Linked DNA regions of Drosophila melanogaster: all the other regions are linked to region 2. A link is a contact called in public Hi-C data. All regions are on one chromosome and are shown on one strand. Each heading gives the region's core, a stretch centred on a gene start, on an enhancer-like site or on the middle of the called end of the contact. The rest is flanking DNA. Distances are from core to core; before and after follow the strand shown.

Region 1 (3,045 bases), core at 518-3,017, 420 kb before region 2:
ATGTTTATGTCCGGAAAGTTTTTGCTGCCTATCGGCAGGCGCATCATCAGAAGCTCAAGGAAGTCCAAGGGAGTCACAGATGAGAGGTCCCAGCCCAAGCGACTTAGCACATACAGCTCCCATTTCTTGGGAATGAAATGAAACCGCATGTTCACCGAAAGGTATTGTATTACGAGAAAGGTACTTACAATCAAATCATCCTTGTAGATGCTGTTGTCCGTGTAAACAACGAGTAGATCCACCGAAAGAGCACGACAGCTGGGTTCACGGAGCTTTGAAGCCAGTAAGAGGCAAGCTGCGGCCAAAATTTGTAGCTGGGTCTTGCGTACTGATTTGCTCGAAAGAAATCGATCCATGTAATTTAATGCCAGTAATACGACCTCTTCCTGGCAATTTTCCTCGGCACACACCTGTGAACATGTATTCAATTAATGAACGAAAAGGGTAGTCAAAATATTGTAATGGGTGTGCGATAAGGACTACTAAAACAAACACTAATTAATGAAGTTCTTGGAAACTTCCATCTATTTGGTAATATTTTCTAACAGATTATAAATAATGCGTATATCACAGTCGGCTAGCTTGATATGATTTGGATGCTGTATCTACATTTCGTTTAATTACTCACTTCCATCATCCATTCGGCGACAATTTTGCGCATCGGTGGCGTAATATCCTTCTGGATGCTAAAGTACGTGTCGGGAATTTTGTGGTGCTTCTCCTCGACCTTGAGGAAATTCTCCAGACACCGATCCGAATACAATGTGGGATCCCCGATGGCAGTGTTCACGTTGTCGGTTGCGGGTGGATCGGCTGTTGTGGTCAGGCGTTCGTCGAGTCGTTGGCAATGTGACGTCGGTGGCTCCTGGCTGATGTAACGCGGATAACTTTGGATTGATTGGGTCGCTGTCGGTGGTGGTGGCGGCGGTGGTGGAGGTGGCGGAGGCGGCTCCAATTGTTCTGGATTTTTCGCAGCCGAGTCCACGGACGCGTATATATACACCAGCTCCTTCATATTGCACACTACGGCATTGTTCTGGGCATCCGGATGGGAATCGGATTCCGCGTCCCCCAAGGATGAACATATCGATGATTGATCCCGAATGATCGCCGGTGAGGACATTTGCTGCTGTCGTTTGTTCAAACGATACAATGATGGATCTGATTCGTAGACTATGATTTCCGAGCATAAAAGATCCATTATATCGGCCATACGTTCCGTTTAAAGCTATGGATTCTATGGATCGCCGCACTCTCAAGCCATTTATGTGTGCCGATTTATCAGGAACTTTGGGTAACTCCGATATGGGAACACTGCGTACAATAGGAAATGATCGTACATAAGTACATACATACATATGTATGTTGCAACCTTCTTTTCACATTTAATTCAAGTATTTGCTCAAGTATGGGCACACTGCGGGCATATGTGTTTAGTCCTGTGGGAGCACTAGAGTATAGCATATAACCCTAATACCTTGACTTATTCATATGCACATTACATTATTTACATATTTTTTCGACCTGCTCAGAAATAACTCGTTCATTTCACACTATGTACTTATGTACATGTACATGCATGGCTATGTACGATCAGCTCGAGAACAAAAGTTTTCACTTACGCCTATTCTCGGAATTCTGGTTATATACAAACGGCACAGCACTTCATGGAGTAATGTAAATTAACTATTAAAAAAGTATACTCGAAGTTGCACACGTTTGCCACTTAACCGGCGTGGACAAAGCATTTATGTGAACCAGATAGTTACACCTTATGGCAGAAAAAAACTAGTTCAGCATGCCGTCATCGGAGTTATATCTCTTGCTCACTGCGATCAGTAAAACATATCGATCTTCATCGGTTATTAGTATAGTACTATCCTTTGCAATGAAAGGCAAGCGAAATACGTTGAAAAGGGGAACCTCCTCATTGCGTTTCCAACTTGTTGCTTGTGAAATATGTTTCACTTAGGGTTGTTATTAGAACATTAAAAACTTATAATCCATCAATGGGTTTGATGGACTATAAAAGGGTCTTACCCTTATAATAAAAACAAAGTTCTTCTAATTGCACTACTTTTTTTCTTAAATAAGCTTTTTGTTATACGATCTTACGAACTTACTCTTGATGTGAATTTCACATCACTCAAGTGTTCCAATTACTCCAGCAAAATCAAAAATACTAAAATATGCTAGGGCGTTGCCACCCTGCATTCATGTAAGGATGGTACTGACAGTCGATCTTTCGGCATGTCATACATTTAACGATCGTGGTCCACGACAAAATGGTCAGTAATGCAAAACTCACTGGCATCACCCTACTAGGTTGAATCGTGATCAAAACACCCTTATTAAATTCCGTTTAAATGGCCGGAACCTGTTGATTAAATGGCAGGTTGTTCGAAAGAGTCGTAAATAAATGAATGCTGCACTTAAAGATCCTGTACCGCTTACAAAAAGCATTGAACTGCTGTTATTTTCTTTAGGGTTGTACTTAAACAGTTTTAGATGACAAACAGTAAGACATGTAAGAAACCTAAAATAATTTCACTAAAAAAATTCTAAAAGCAATTGTAAAAAAAAGATATAATCTTTGCTGCTTTGTTTAATAATTAATAAGATATTGATAAAAGGGTAAAAAGCTTTCGCGACTTAGGAATGCCAGGTTAATGATAAACAAAAGTAACCTGTGGATCCCTTCCGAGAAATGATGTACCGATATATGTACACATCGAGATTAAAATGGACTTCCATGTCCATTGTCCTAATTTCGGTGCTGCAGTTTTTTGTTGTTTTTTAGGAAAAACTGCAGCGTGGAGAATGCTTTCAATGATACAATCCTTAATTGGGTTCGCATTTTGCTAACTTAGTTGTTGCAAATTAATTTACCCTCACTCTCGGCACACAGACAAAAGCTCGCTTCCCAGAAAAAGCTTAAGGATTCAGAGAAAACTTTGAAACAGCACACGAGAGTTGAGTGGAACACTCGCGTCCGCCGACTTCGCTTTCCGTCAGAGGGATGCTGTAATCCCCTGAAATTTTATA
Region 2 (2,877 bases), core at 92-2,591:
ACACATCTACTAATTTGTCTATACCTTTTTTTAACATAATAAAACTAGCAGCAAATAATACTTTATTTCCCTAAGAAATAAATATACCTGAATTTTTTAGAACGAAATTAATTTCACCATTTAAAATAATTTATATTGTTTTAATTCGAAGAAACCAGAACAGGGCTGGTATTTTAAAGTATTTCGAAGTCAATAAATATTAAAATATACATATATAAATAATCGATTTAAACAAATAATTTAAAAAACCGCAAATAAATTTTAAAGCGAAAATCTTAAGTATAGTATGGAAAAATTAATAAATAATTTTAATGGCCAATATAATTGAGATTTTATTTTTTTTTTTGGATTTTTGTGACCTCATACATTACAAACATACACACATGCATTACTCCTTCTCTCTGTATGACAGAGAGAATTGAGGGAGAATTTGTTTTAAAACATAAGAGAACATTTTTTTCTCTTTCGAATTCGAATTGAAAGTACAGTCAGACGGGAACACACAAAATGAAAATGTGTATGTGTATGTAGCGGGTCGCTGCGATGTACATATGTTTGTGTGTTCCACACGTATGTACATACAGCTGCGTTCGTGGAAATAGCACTGAAAGGCATCAAACGGTTTTTTTCCGTATTCCCTTTTGTTAATTAATTTTTTTTTTCGCTTCGTCTTCTGTGTCGCAAAACAAGCAAAGCAGTTACAAATGGCTTTTTGTACCTGCACTGCTCTTTAACAAAACATATAATTTCAGTAATTAATATGAACTTATTCATTCTGAAAAACCGCTTGACAAATTGAACATAGCATTCATATAAAATCATCAATTTAGAAAGTGGCGGTCATATGCACTACTATTAGCATGAGCACAGTTGTATATGCTTGGCTATGTATCAATGTGTTTGCATTGATGCATATCGGTTTTGTAGAATTCGTCGCATTAACGAATGTAGCTGGCAGTTAAAAATAAGATATGTATGTTTAAAATAAATTTTGGCCCTAAGAACTGTGTAATGTACATATGCATACATACAGTTCTGTATTTTTCCCACACTCCACACACTCCATAGTTTGTATGTTTGGCACGCCAGCGTTTATGTACATACCCGTGATCGTATGTTTGTATGAAAGTAACAGGCCAAAAAGTTTTATAAGGCCTTTTCCCTCCACCACGTGTATGTACATATGTATGTATATGACACTGAGCGCTCTCTCAGCAACACTAATTCTACCAACAAAATGACTATAACGACTCTCTTCGCGCTCTCGCTCTCCCGCACACACGCACACCAGCAAAGAATTGCGCACACAGTCCAACGCAACGCAACGCATACACATTTATCCGCCCGTTTGGATTTGGAAGCACAGTGAGAAGGTAAGGCAGAGACGGCAATTCAATTCAATTCATTCGTTGTTGGTACGAGCGGCGCGCGAACCAACCTCATATATTGTATTTTCCGCATTCGCATTGATACGATACCATACTGTGTGCTGTGTACTGTGTACTGTATAGCATATATACCATACCACACCAACAAAACACAAGCGATACGATACGATACAATAAACTCAGCGTATGCAGCGCTGTTTGTTTATTTTTTACAAGCTAAATACAAACGACAAAACAAATCCGCAAAGCCGCCCGCGTTTCGCGTTTTCCCAACCAAAAAAACAAATAAAATCAAACAACAAATAAGCGAAAAAGGCCTAGACAAAAAAAAAGAAGTACAAAAAAACAACGTGCATTGTGAAATTCTTAAATTTTCGAATTTCATTTCGAAGTTTTGGCTTGTGCCGTGTTCCTTTTTTTCCTTGTAACGTGCATCATACATTCGCGTTTGTGGCCGTACATGCATACATACATGCAATAATCAATACAATACGACGTACAACAAACTGCGTAGAACAGTATTAAAAAAAGGAAAACAGACAAAAAAACTGGCTTAAGACTCGACTCCAATTTGCGTTGGTGTGCGTATTACATACATACGTACTTGTGCTAAAACTAAATATATATGCTTTAACCATTTAGGAATAAAAGTGAAAGATATAGAACGGAAATCCCAGTATAAAGCCAATCCACGATTGAAACATTCGGACTAGATCCGAAATCTCACAGTTATGGAACACTTTCATCAAATACAGGTAAGCTTGTGTGCAGGTATACGGCGTTTTATTTAAAACACACACGCACGCACACACAAACACACATTTATATACACTCATGGCACAACACACATACAATCATGGGCGCGTTTATGTATAGGTTGCCGCGTTTTAATCATTTTCCCGCCAAACGACAATGTATAATTAACAAAAAAGCCAGGCACCTATTTATTTATTATTTATTTGGATATTTCGGCACCTGATTGCCTTTTCTCAGCCGCAGTGGAAACTTTTTGTGAATATATATGCTGCATACATACTTACATACGTATGTACATGCAAGCGCTTGTACATCCATTGCGTCTCGCTTTTGTTTTTAGTTATTAAGTAAATCGGCATGTTACTAAATGCAAAAAGTGTACGCCTATGTATGTGCAAGTATGCATACAAACAAAAAAGCGACGCTGTACAATCAAAATTGTATTTTGCGTGCGCATCCAAGTCCGCCATTTTTCTTATTAGTTTGTATAAATATACAAATATGTACATTTATACCAAGAATCGTGAATGCCTTGATGTAAACGGTAAACCGCATTGCTTTTCGTTTCTTATGAAATATGCTGGCAAAATGCGATGCACGTTTTTTTGCATGCCTATTGATGTACGTAAATAGATACAATGTGCAAAAATAAGGAAAATATGATGTACATAAAAAAAATACATACACATATAAAAACCTGTATATGAAAAGACCCAAATCACAGGCTTGCGTA
Region 3 (2,700 bases), core at 3-2,502, 260 kb after region 2:
GCCTCTTTAAGGTTCTTTTGCACATCCTTGATCTTCTCTTGTGCCTTCTGAATCTCAATGTTGTAGATCTTCTTTTTGTCCGAGGACGACTTGCGCTGCAGCTGGAGCTCGTCGAGAGCCTTCTTGGTGTCCTTCAGCTCGGTTTCGTAGCGTATATACTCTAGCGTGCGGCGCGTCTTGTCCCACTTCTGGTACTCCTTTAGCTCTTCCTTCTCCTCTTCGAGCGTCTGGAGCCGATCCTCGATGGTCTTTAGGTACTCGCTGATTTTCTCCACCTTGCTGTCCGTCTCGCGCAATAGATTTAACGACTCCTCCTTCCGTTCGTCGTAAACACGCGTTCCCGCGACTTCGCGTAGCAGCTTGAGACGATAGGAATCGGCGGCAGTTGCCATCTGATTGATTTTGCCCTGCTTGACAATGTAGTAGGGATTTGAACTGGAAAAACCAGCCGATTCCAGCAGATTGACCACCTCATTGCGCGGCACCACCTTCTTGTTGAGGAAGTACTGGTCCTTTTTGGCGCCAATCACGCGCCGCAGAAAGATCTCTTCTTTGTCGATCTACAAAATAAGCGTAGCGTCAGTTATGAAGTGGCTAGAAATGTTTGCCTATAAGTTTGAATATTATGAGAAGATGCTATGAGCGGGTTGCTTTAGAGGATTTTGAGCGATATGTTACAACCATTGACTACATCTTCCAAGGCAGTAGAGTTCTTGCAAAGACTATGTTTTCTGGGTCACTTGGTTTGACTACTCACTGGAACTCGGTTGTCCGAGTTGTCGAAGATGATCTCCACATAGGCGGAGATGACGCGGGCACCTGTTCCCTCGTGCAGAAGCGACTGACGCTGCTCCGGCCGCAAGTGGGTGAACTCATCGCTTAGCACAAACTGGATGGCTGCAAAGTGGATGGGATAGCATTAGGGTCGATTAAATATGGTTAGCTGAACAGGCAGGCTGGAGCTGATACTAACCGTAGAAGAAGTTGCTCTTCCCGGAGCCATTACGTCCAACAACAACGTTATGGCGCTTGTCGAATGGTTCCACCACCGTCTGGTCCTTGTAACTCTTGAAGCCTTGTATAATAATCTGGAATTAACGGGTGGATTTCAGATCTTCGGTGTCCAATGGGTGGCCAGGAGCATGGCCGTCATTTCAACACTCACCTGCTTGATGTGCATCTTATTATATGCGATTTTTTGCACAAAATCGCGCTCTTTTTGTTTTACAACAAATACATAAATAATATCGACTCGGGCAGCGACTTATCGATGTTTGCGTTTCACTATCGATGTCATCGATATCCCAACTTTGAAAAACACTGGCTTGCAATCGAACCAAAAATTCAAATGATATAAAACAAAAAAATAATTTTAAATTTTACAACTAAAAGTGTCCATCAATAATGGTTTAAGAAGCAAACAAATAATTAATTTAATAAGGTAGTTTGAAGGTGTGAAATACTAAAACAACGATAGCCGACGTTATCGAATCGAATCGATTACTCTTGTTAAATTCACTCAGTACAGATATATTTTTATAGAAAGCCACTCGATTCATTCGATATAAATAAACACGGAACACCGTTTGTGTTTATTATATTACGACGTGTCTGTATTTTGACCCGTGCCCGAGGATCTGGAAAGTTCGCGATTGCCGCCAAAACAAGCAAGGACCCCATTCGGGTGTAGCAGGTGCAGGAGCAGGTGGACAGGAAACGGAGAAGCAGCTGAAGGAAACTCAAAGGAAGTGGTCACAGTGGGGAGAAGGAGCCCGTGAACTGAACCATCATCATTACCATCGAGCGCATTTAGGATGGCTGGGTCCGCACTGCGCCGCCTGATGGCGGAATACAAACGTGAGTCGAAAGTCCACAGGGCAGCAACAGCTTTCCCTTACCACCGCTCCGATCATCTCCAGAGTTAACACTTGACCCGCCCGAGGGCATTGTGGCCGGCCCCATCAGCGAGGACAACTTCTTCGAGTGGGAGGCACTGATTGCGTGAGTTAAGATCCCCGAACGATCGACACGGATCGGACAGATGTGGACAGATTAACCCATTAATTGCACTTTGCCCTTTGCAGCGGACCTGAGGGCACTTGTTTCGAGGGCGGAGTGTTTCCTGCCCGGCTCATCTTTCCGACCGACTATCCTCTGAGTCCGCCTAAAATGAAATTCACTTGTGACATGTTCCATCCCAACATATTCGCCGACGGGCGGGTCTGCATATCAATACTACACGCACCCGGCGACGATCCCATGGGCTACGAGCTATCCGCGGAGCGCTGGAGTCCTGTCCAGAGCGTGGAGAAGATTTTGCTTAGTGTGGTCAGCATGCTGGCGGGTAAGAAAAAAGTCACAATAAAGTCTTAAGGGCAATTCCAACGGGGGTATCTACTTCCAAGTTCATTTGTTCACTAGATTATATGGTTGATCATGCCGATAGTTCACTTCACTTGTTCATTCCTTAAGTTCAAACTGATGTCGTTCATTTTTGCCCACAGAACCCAACGATGAGAGCGGCGCTAATGTGGATGCAGCAATTATGTGGCGCGAACAGAGGGATGAGTTCAACGCCATCGCCCGACGGCTGGTGCGCAAAACTCTTGGTTTACCGGCGTAAATGGATCATGTGCGTCACCGTCAATACTTTCTACCCTGAACAACACGATTCCAACAACTCGCTAACCCATAGTTTTC

The links. Hi-C and Micro-C count contacts between places; a contact is called where the count stands out from the background.
Region 1: a Hi-C map of the Kc167 cell line shows a contact between it and region 2, with 2.1 times the contacts expected there. The contact joins the promoter of CycD here to the promoter of Dsp1 in region 2. A contact is called at or near these places in 2 of 107 Hi-C or Micro-C datasets (the Kc167 cell line and embryonic neurons).
Region 3: a contact with region 2 is called in a Hi-C map of the Kc167 cell line, with 2.1 times the contacts expected there. The contact joins the promoter of SMC3 here to the promoter of Dsp1 in region 2. A contact is called at or near these places in 3 of 107 Hi-C or Micro-C datasets (the Kc167 cell line and embryo).

What each region holds. Positions count from the first base shown.
Region 1 is chrX:15,907,909-15,910,953 of dm6, forward strand. It overlaps CycD (Cyclin D), which reads right to left and starts at 1,768. Exons shown (of 5, transcript NM_167473.2): 1 at 629-1,768; 2 at 189-410; 3 at 1-125. The coding sequence starts at 1,201. It overlaps Lrp4 (LDL receptor related protein 4), which reads left to right and starts at 2,962. Exons shown (of 14, transcript NM_001169298.2): 1 at 2,962-3,045.
Region 2 is chrX:16,332,271-16,335,147 of dm6, forward strand. Dsp1 (Dorsal switch protein 1) reads left to right here and starts at 1,342. Exons shown (of 7, transcript NM_206762.3): 1 at 1,342-1,493; 2 at 2,031-2,143. The coding sequence starts at 2,120. CG9921 reads right to left here and starts at 1,330. Exons shown (of 3, transcript NM_001272680.2): 1 at 1,105-1,330.
Region 3 is chrX:16,592,187-16,594,886 of dm6, forward strand. It overlaps SMC3 (Structural maintenance of chromosomes 3), which reads right to left and starts at 1,253. Exons shown (of 5, transcript NM_078650.3): 1 at 1,166-1,253; 2 at 974-1,088; 3 at 758-897; 4 at 1-560. The coding sequence starts at 1,180. It overlaps Ubc7 (Ubiquitin conjugating enzyme 7), which reads left to right and starts at 1,491. Exons shown (of 4, transcript NM_001298405.1): 1 at 1,491-1,857; 2 at 1,920-2,001; 3 at 2,085-2,344; 4 at 2,505-2,700. The coding sequence starts at 1,815. The coding sequence ends at 2,623.